Regions from separate parts of the Gossypium hirsutum genome. Here region 1 is linked to region 2. A link is a contact called in public Hi-C data. All regions are on one chromosome and are shown on one strand. Each heading gives the region's core, a stretch centred on a gene start, on an enhancer-like site or on the middle of the called end of the contact. The rest is flanking DNA. Distances are from core to core; before and after follow the strand shown. Region 1 holds the start of LOC107886345 (gibberellin 2-beta-dioxygenase 6). Region 2 holds the start of LOC107886348.

What was found. Hi-C and Micro-C count contacts between places; a contact is called where the count stands out from the background.
Region 1: a contact with region 2 is called in a Hi-C map of fibers, with 2.5 times the contacts expected there. The contact joins the promoter of LOC107886345 here to the promoter of LOC107886348 in region 2. A contact is called at or near these places in 2 of 34 Hi-C or Micro-C datasets (fibers and leaf).

Annotation. Positions count from the first base shown.
Region 1 is chrA03:73,234,667-73,237,865 of Gossypium_hirsutum_v2.1, reverse strand. LOC107886345 (gibberellin 2-beta-dioxygenase 6) reads right to left here and starts at 1,815. Exons shown (of 3, transcript XM_016810264.2): 1 at 916-1,815; 2 at 463-784; 3 at 1-366. The coding sequence starts at 1,403. The coding sequence ends at 100.
Region 2 is chrA03:73,001,211-73,004,352 of Gossypium_hirsutum_v2.1, reverse strand. It overlaps LOC107886348, which reads left to right and starts at 1,639. Exons shown (of 9, transcript XM_041095072.1): 1 at 1,639-1,725; 2 at 2,241-2,402; 3 at 2,660-2,780; 4 at 2,880-2,964. The coding sequence starts at 1,639.

The DNA of each region.
Region 1 (3,199 bases), core at 566-3,065, 230 kb before region 2:
TCTTTGCTTGTTACCTTCTGCCAATTTAGATTCCTAAAGGCTAAAACTTTTGCAAGGAACACTGTTGACTGTGATGCTTGTAATACATGTACCGGGTTTTTACTCCATGTTTCCTGTAATTAAATCCCCTCTCCCACTAACTAGAAACCGTGGAAGGCCAACCTTGTAGCCGGTTTTTCTTACATCTTCTTGAACTTGGTCTCTATATTCCCTGAAAGTAAATTTTCTGTAGATTGAAGGTTCTTTGAAGCTCCCAATCGAAGAATCGTAAGAGGGGCACAGGAAATAAGCTATGGAGTATCTCTCCATCTTTGCATTAGTCACCACCTTATGCTCCACGCTTTTGTAAACACCATTGCTCCATGCCTGTAGAATTTTAGATGTGAATTAGATAATTATACACACAGTGAATGAAAAGTTGATTCCATTTACATGGGATATTTCTGCTTTAGTTTCTTTTACCTGGAAGAGGTCGCCAATGTTGACTATAAGAGCATCTCGGTTAGGTTTGACAGTTACCCACTTGGAGTCCTTCATGAGTTGAAGTCCTCCTACCTGATCTTGACATAGAATTGTGAGGAAATCACTATCGATGTGGCGCACTAAACCCAAAATCTCCGGAGATATCGGACAGGCCGCGTAGTGATTCAGGCGAAGGAAGCAGGTGCCTTCGTCGCATAAATTCTTGATCACTTCCTTTCCATGTCCCAAATTCGCTGTCAAAACGCTTCCTAGAAATCCTGCAAGTTTCGACATGGCAGCTGCAAATTCTATCATCACTGCCCTGTAGAAAACCAGAGGATAACGTTTTATTTGTTAGCACTTGGGATGCAAACAGCGGCTGCAACGCAATGTTATGGCTGTTTTTTTTTAGCAGTTTAGACATATTATTAATTGCGTCCATGTTTGTATTACCTTAAAGATATAAACTCTCCATAACAAGCTTCATCTGAAACCTTGGTAAGAGGGATATGGAAAGCCTCAGACCATGAGAACTGTTTAGGACAGGTAGACCTCGGACTTCCCCATCTGTAAGAATTATTCAAAAGTCCACAACTAGCTTTCCTTTCAAAGGGTATTTTGAACAACTTCACTTGTTCACTTCTCATTTTCTCAACTAGTTGAGGGCTAATCCCATGGTTCAACACTTGGAAAAATCCCCATTCTGATGATGCGCCGCATATGGCTGCAACACAAGCTCGGCGAACCGTTTCGTCGTGATTGCTTAGACCACTCAAGTCAATCAAAGGAAGTTGGCATTCTTCGATGACAAGTCTGTTTTTAGTGACATCGAGTTGAGGTGAGTGGCTTGAAAAAATTGCTCCATAATGGTTAAGGAGAGGTGGGTCTGAGTTGGTCATTGCTATAGAAATGAAAATATACTTCCTAGAGGTGAGGTGCATGGTGAAAACGTGAAGGGGAAACTCTCTTTATATATGATTCGGAGAGGGAGTTTGGGGAAGACAATGAACCTAAAAAGCAAGAGAACAAGTGAGAAGCTACCAAATGTTGACAGATGTCAAAAGAAGAGCGTTTCACTCCTAATTGTCTGAAAGAGAACATGTTTAAGTTGGTACAATTAGAGTATCAAGTAATGACTAAAAGAAAATAGAGCGTTAAGCATTTGGCAGGTGGGATAATGGTAAGAAGCTTCGAACCAAACCTCCCTCCCTCCATTCTTTTTTATTTTATTGAAGCTTGGTTTACATGGTGAAAGTTCCTTTTAACATGAATAATGGAGCATTACTTTGTTTACCAATTGGCCATTGGAAATTTTTTACTTTTTCTTTTCTTTTTAGTTTTAAACTCTACCATGTTTCCAGAAAAAAACAGAAGAAGCGTTCGGTTTTTACCTTTTTTTCCTCTTACGTTCTAAGATAGGAATAAATTTTTTTTATGTATAAGTATAATGTATTTATTAATAAATAAATACTAATAATTTTATTTAAACATAAATAAATAGGAATAATTATTATTAAAAAATATTAATAAATTTCAAATTTAGGATATTGAGTTTAAAGGCTTAAGTCTAGAAGTTTAGAGTTTTAACATTTATTTATGATTAATTATTTAATTTTATTTAAATAAAGTTATCAAAATTCATTTATAAGTCCTCTATTATTTTTATATTTTATTTAATAATAAGATGCCATGTCATTATTTAGTGAGATTTATGTCCCGAAAATATATTAAATAGTCTCCCAATTAAAATGTTGATGTGATATTATATCTATTTAAAAATATTCAAAGCACATAATAAATTTGTTTAAAAATAAAAGAATATACTTATAAATTACACAAATGTTTATATTTAAATCCGAATAACAAAACTCGATACTTATATATAAATATGAAAAGCAGGGATATCGATATTTAGCAAATTGCAACACCGTTGAGAATGGAGCTGACTTTTTTTATACCTGCCCAATCCAACTTGGAAACCATGGAAATTAATTTAACTTAAAATTTTATACTGATTCTTGAATGAAGCATCCATTTGCAATAAGCATCCGACAGGAAAAACTTAAAATAAAAGATCTAGACCTTAATCAGTAGGCTTTAAAATTGCTTTTTATTACCATTGGATTATTTCTTGCAGCAGCAGAATAACCTTTGGGTTCTTTAGCAAGTTGGAATTAAGAATTTATAATATATAAGATTTTTCCAATTTTAAAATTTAATCTAACTAAAGTTTCATTTAAATAAGTGATGCTAGTAATGTGATATCTCATATCCGATCCCGTCGTCAGATTCAAGTTGTAAAGTATCACATTTATTGTCGGAGCAACTACGTTCAAACTAACAAAAAAATTATACCATTAAATAATTAATTTCAGTCAATACATGCATATAATACAATGTACAATTGTTCCCGGGTCTTAAACGAGCTTACTAAAGCTCTATTGTTAACCTAAGTTCGAATCAAGACTAAACTGTAAATTTTTCAAAAATTTAGGTTAACATCGCGATGTCAGGGAGTTCCTTATCGTGACACAACATACTGATTGAAACAACCTTTTTTCAATGATGTCGAAAACAATGATTTCAGGATCACAATTCCGACATGTGAGCCCGTAAATATTATTTATTTAATATTTACGAAGTTATTAAAGTGTTGTATTAGGATTTGGTTCAATAATTTTGACGTTTGGTTATTTAATTAAAGAAAAATGACTAAATTGTAAAAATTATAAAAGTT
Region 2 (3,142 bases), core at 390-2,889:
TGGGTTATGGTTTAGTGTTTAGGGCCTAGAGTTTAGGGTTTGGGGTTTGGGGTTTGGGGTTTAGAGATAAATATGGTAAACTACTTAACTTGTGTATCTTGGATTTTTTTATAATATAAATCTAAATAAGATAAATATAAATTATTATTTTAAAAAAATATATATATCAAAATGGGTTAAATCCCAAAAGTATACATGAACAATGGTTTATTGTGCAATGGGTTAAATCCCAAAAGCATAAATTATGAACACAATTATTGATATAATATCATTTTATATTTATATATTGCATACATAAATATTTATATTTATTCAATATAAAAATATATTGATGTATTTATTTTTTAAAATGTATATGATTAAATCAAAATTAAAGTTTCAATTATACATTTAAACCACAATTAGAATTTCACATCTACAATTACACATTAAATCGAAATTCATATATAATTCTGAGATGTATCTCTATCAAAATTTAGGTGTATACATATAATTAAATATCTAATTATGGTTTAAGGGTTGGGGTTAAGGGTTTATGGTTTATGTTTTATGGTTTAGAGTTTAGGGGATAGGGGTTATGATATAATATTTATTATTTTAAGGTTTAGGATTTATGATTTAGGATTTAAGGTTTGGTGTTTGGGGATCAGGGTTTAATTTTCAGTGTTTAGGGATAAATATAGGGATCAGGGTGCAATTGTATATATGAACTTTAATTTGATCTAGTTCTTGTAAATTATTAACACAATTATTGATATAACATCATTTTATATTTATTTATTGCATACATAAATATTTATATTTATTCAATATAAAAATATATTGATGTATTTATTTTTTAAAATGTCTATGATTAAATCAAAAATAAAAAACTTAAAAATTTAATATTTAAAATTTAAAATTTTCATCCATATTTTAGTTAAAAAGATCAATATTCAAAATTTAAAAAAAATTCCAAAAAATGATAATCTCAACACAAAAATTGTGAAAGGAAAAAATAGAAAAAAATATGTTAAAAATGAAAAGAAAATTAAAATTGAGCAATAGTGACATTTTTGGGATAAAATGCCGCAAAAAAATTGAATTATAGTCCCGTTTTTAGCGAAAACGCCGCAAAAAAAATCCAAGCCATTATTTTTTATAAAAAAAAAAGGAAAATCCCGCTCACCCCAAAAAATTATTTTTTGGTTCCCCGCTCGTTAACCAAATCCCTCAAATAAAAGTTATGTACTTATTTCTTTTCCCCGTTTACTCTCAAAATTTGCCCCCAAAATCTTTTTCCTTTCACTGACTGAATTTACCCTCCATAGCTACTCCTTTTCTCTCGATCTATTAAGGATTTGGAGAAACAAATGGAAGTTGAAGAGAAGGAGAACGAGGAAGAGAAGAGGGGGGAGGAGGAAGAAGAAGAGAGTGAAGATGAAGGGATTAAAAAGGTCAAAGGTAGTAGTAGAAAGGGGAGTTCTAGGAAATCTGGTCAAGGTTCGGCTGAGAAGAAAGAGGCAGTGACGCCTAGTAATGATAGACCTACAAGGGAAAGGAAAGTTGTAGAAAGGTATTCAGCTCCTTCTGTTGTAAGGTCTTCCTCGTTTAAAACTGTCAATTGAAAAGGTATGCTTTCTTTTCTGGGGTTAAGCCATGGGTTCATCGCCTGCACCACTTCCGTCCAACGATGGTACTGCCATTGATCAAGGAATCGCTTACATTCTCCTTTTACTTGCTCTGGCAATTACCTATCTCATCCATTGATGATCTTTTTTTATATTTTATTTTTATTGGTATATGAGCTATAAATGATTTTTTTATGTATTTTCTCTATATATCTAGTGAGAGAAATTGCAGTAATTTTGTTTTTTTCTTCTCTCCTATCTCTGTGTTGTAAATCTATGCAGAAAATAAATCCAGTTGAGAATTTGTGATCACATAATCATTTTACTATATATTTTTTTGCTCCTTGTGGAATTTGGAATATATTTAGATTCATATGACCAAATCGATAGATCAAAACGTTTGTATATTAGCAGATGATTCTTGCCTTCTTATCCCTCTTTTTTGTTTTTAAATGAGTAAAGAGTGCATTTTATTTCCCTCTTTATTCTTGCATCTGCCATAGAAAGACCACCTTGTCGAGGAGTTGATTGGCTGTTAATGTATAATTAAATTTATAATATGTAATATTTAGTCAATTGCTAGTCTTGTAACTTGGGCCATTTTTGACTTCATGTACATATTTTTGTTAGATTCTTTTTTCCTTACTTTTATTTTTTATCTTGCAAGTTTTTATTGTGGCTGTGCTTGCCATCTTTCCACTTGTCCCTAAAAGTCTTTCAAATAGGGCTTATCGGCTTTCATTTATGGGCACTGCTTGTTCTTCTGTATACTCTTTGTATGCACTATATAGGGTAAACATATTTCTACTGACTTGTCATACATTTGGTAAATATATGATAGTTTTATGGATAAGGAAAGTGCCTGTTTGGGTGGCTGGGTTACATTGTTTCTTTACCTTCTTTTTTTTTTTTTGGGTTGCCTGTTTTAGTTTCTTTTGTTTTGAGAGAGTCCAGGCCTTGTTTTAATTTTAATAATAATCCAGCCATTCTTTTTTTCAAATATATATATGATAGTTTTTTCTGTTGAACCTATTCTATATGTTATGTAGAGGCCAAGAGCATGGACTTTACAAGTTGTTCAAGTGTATTTTCAATTAGTAATTGCAACCAAAGATTTTATCTACTTTATCTACTGCCTTACATTTGTCACTTCACATCTTTGCCTTAAATGTAAGCATTCTTCTGCTCATAAACACTTTTTACATTTTTGCTCCGGAATTCTCTTTATTATTATGTAGTATGATGAATTGATATGGACCTTCACTGCAGTTGCTTTGATTCCCATTTTATGCCGATCACTCGAACGCATTGCAAAGTTTTTAAGGCATAATTTTAGTCGTTCTACCTTGTACAGGTAGACCTTTATTCCGATAAAACTATCTTCTGTATTACAGTGTTCTGGTTTAGTTTTTTTTTAATTAATCTTGTGATCAGACTATTAATGTTCACTAAAAGAAATTCAGTTAAATTTGTTGGGTGATATTTCCTTATATGAAATGGCATAAAGTTCAGATGGATGGAAATCGTGTTAT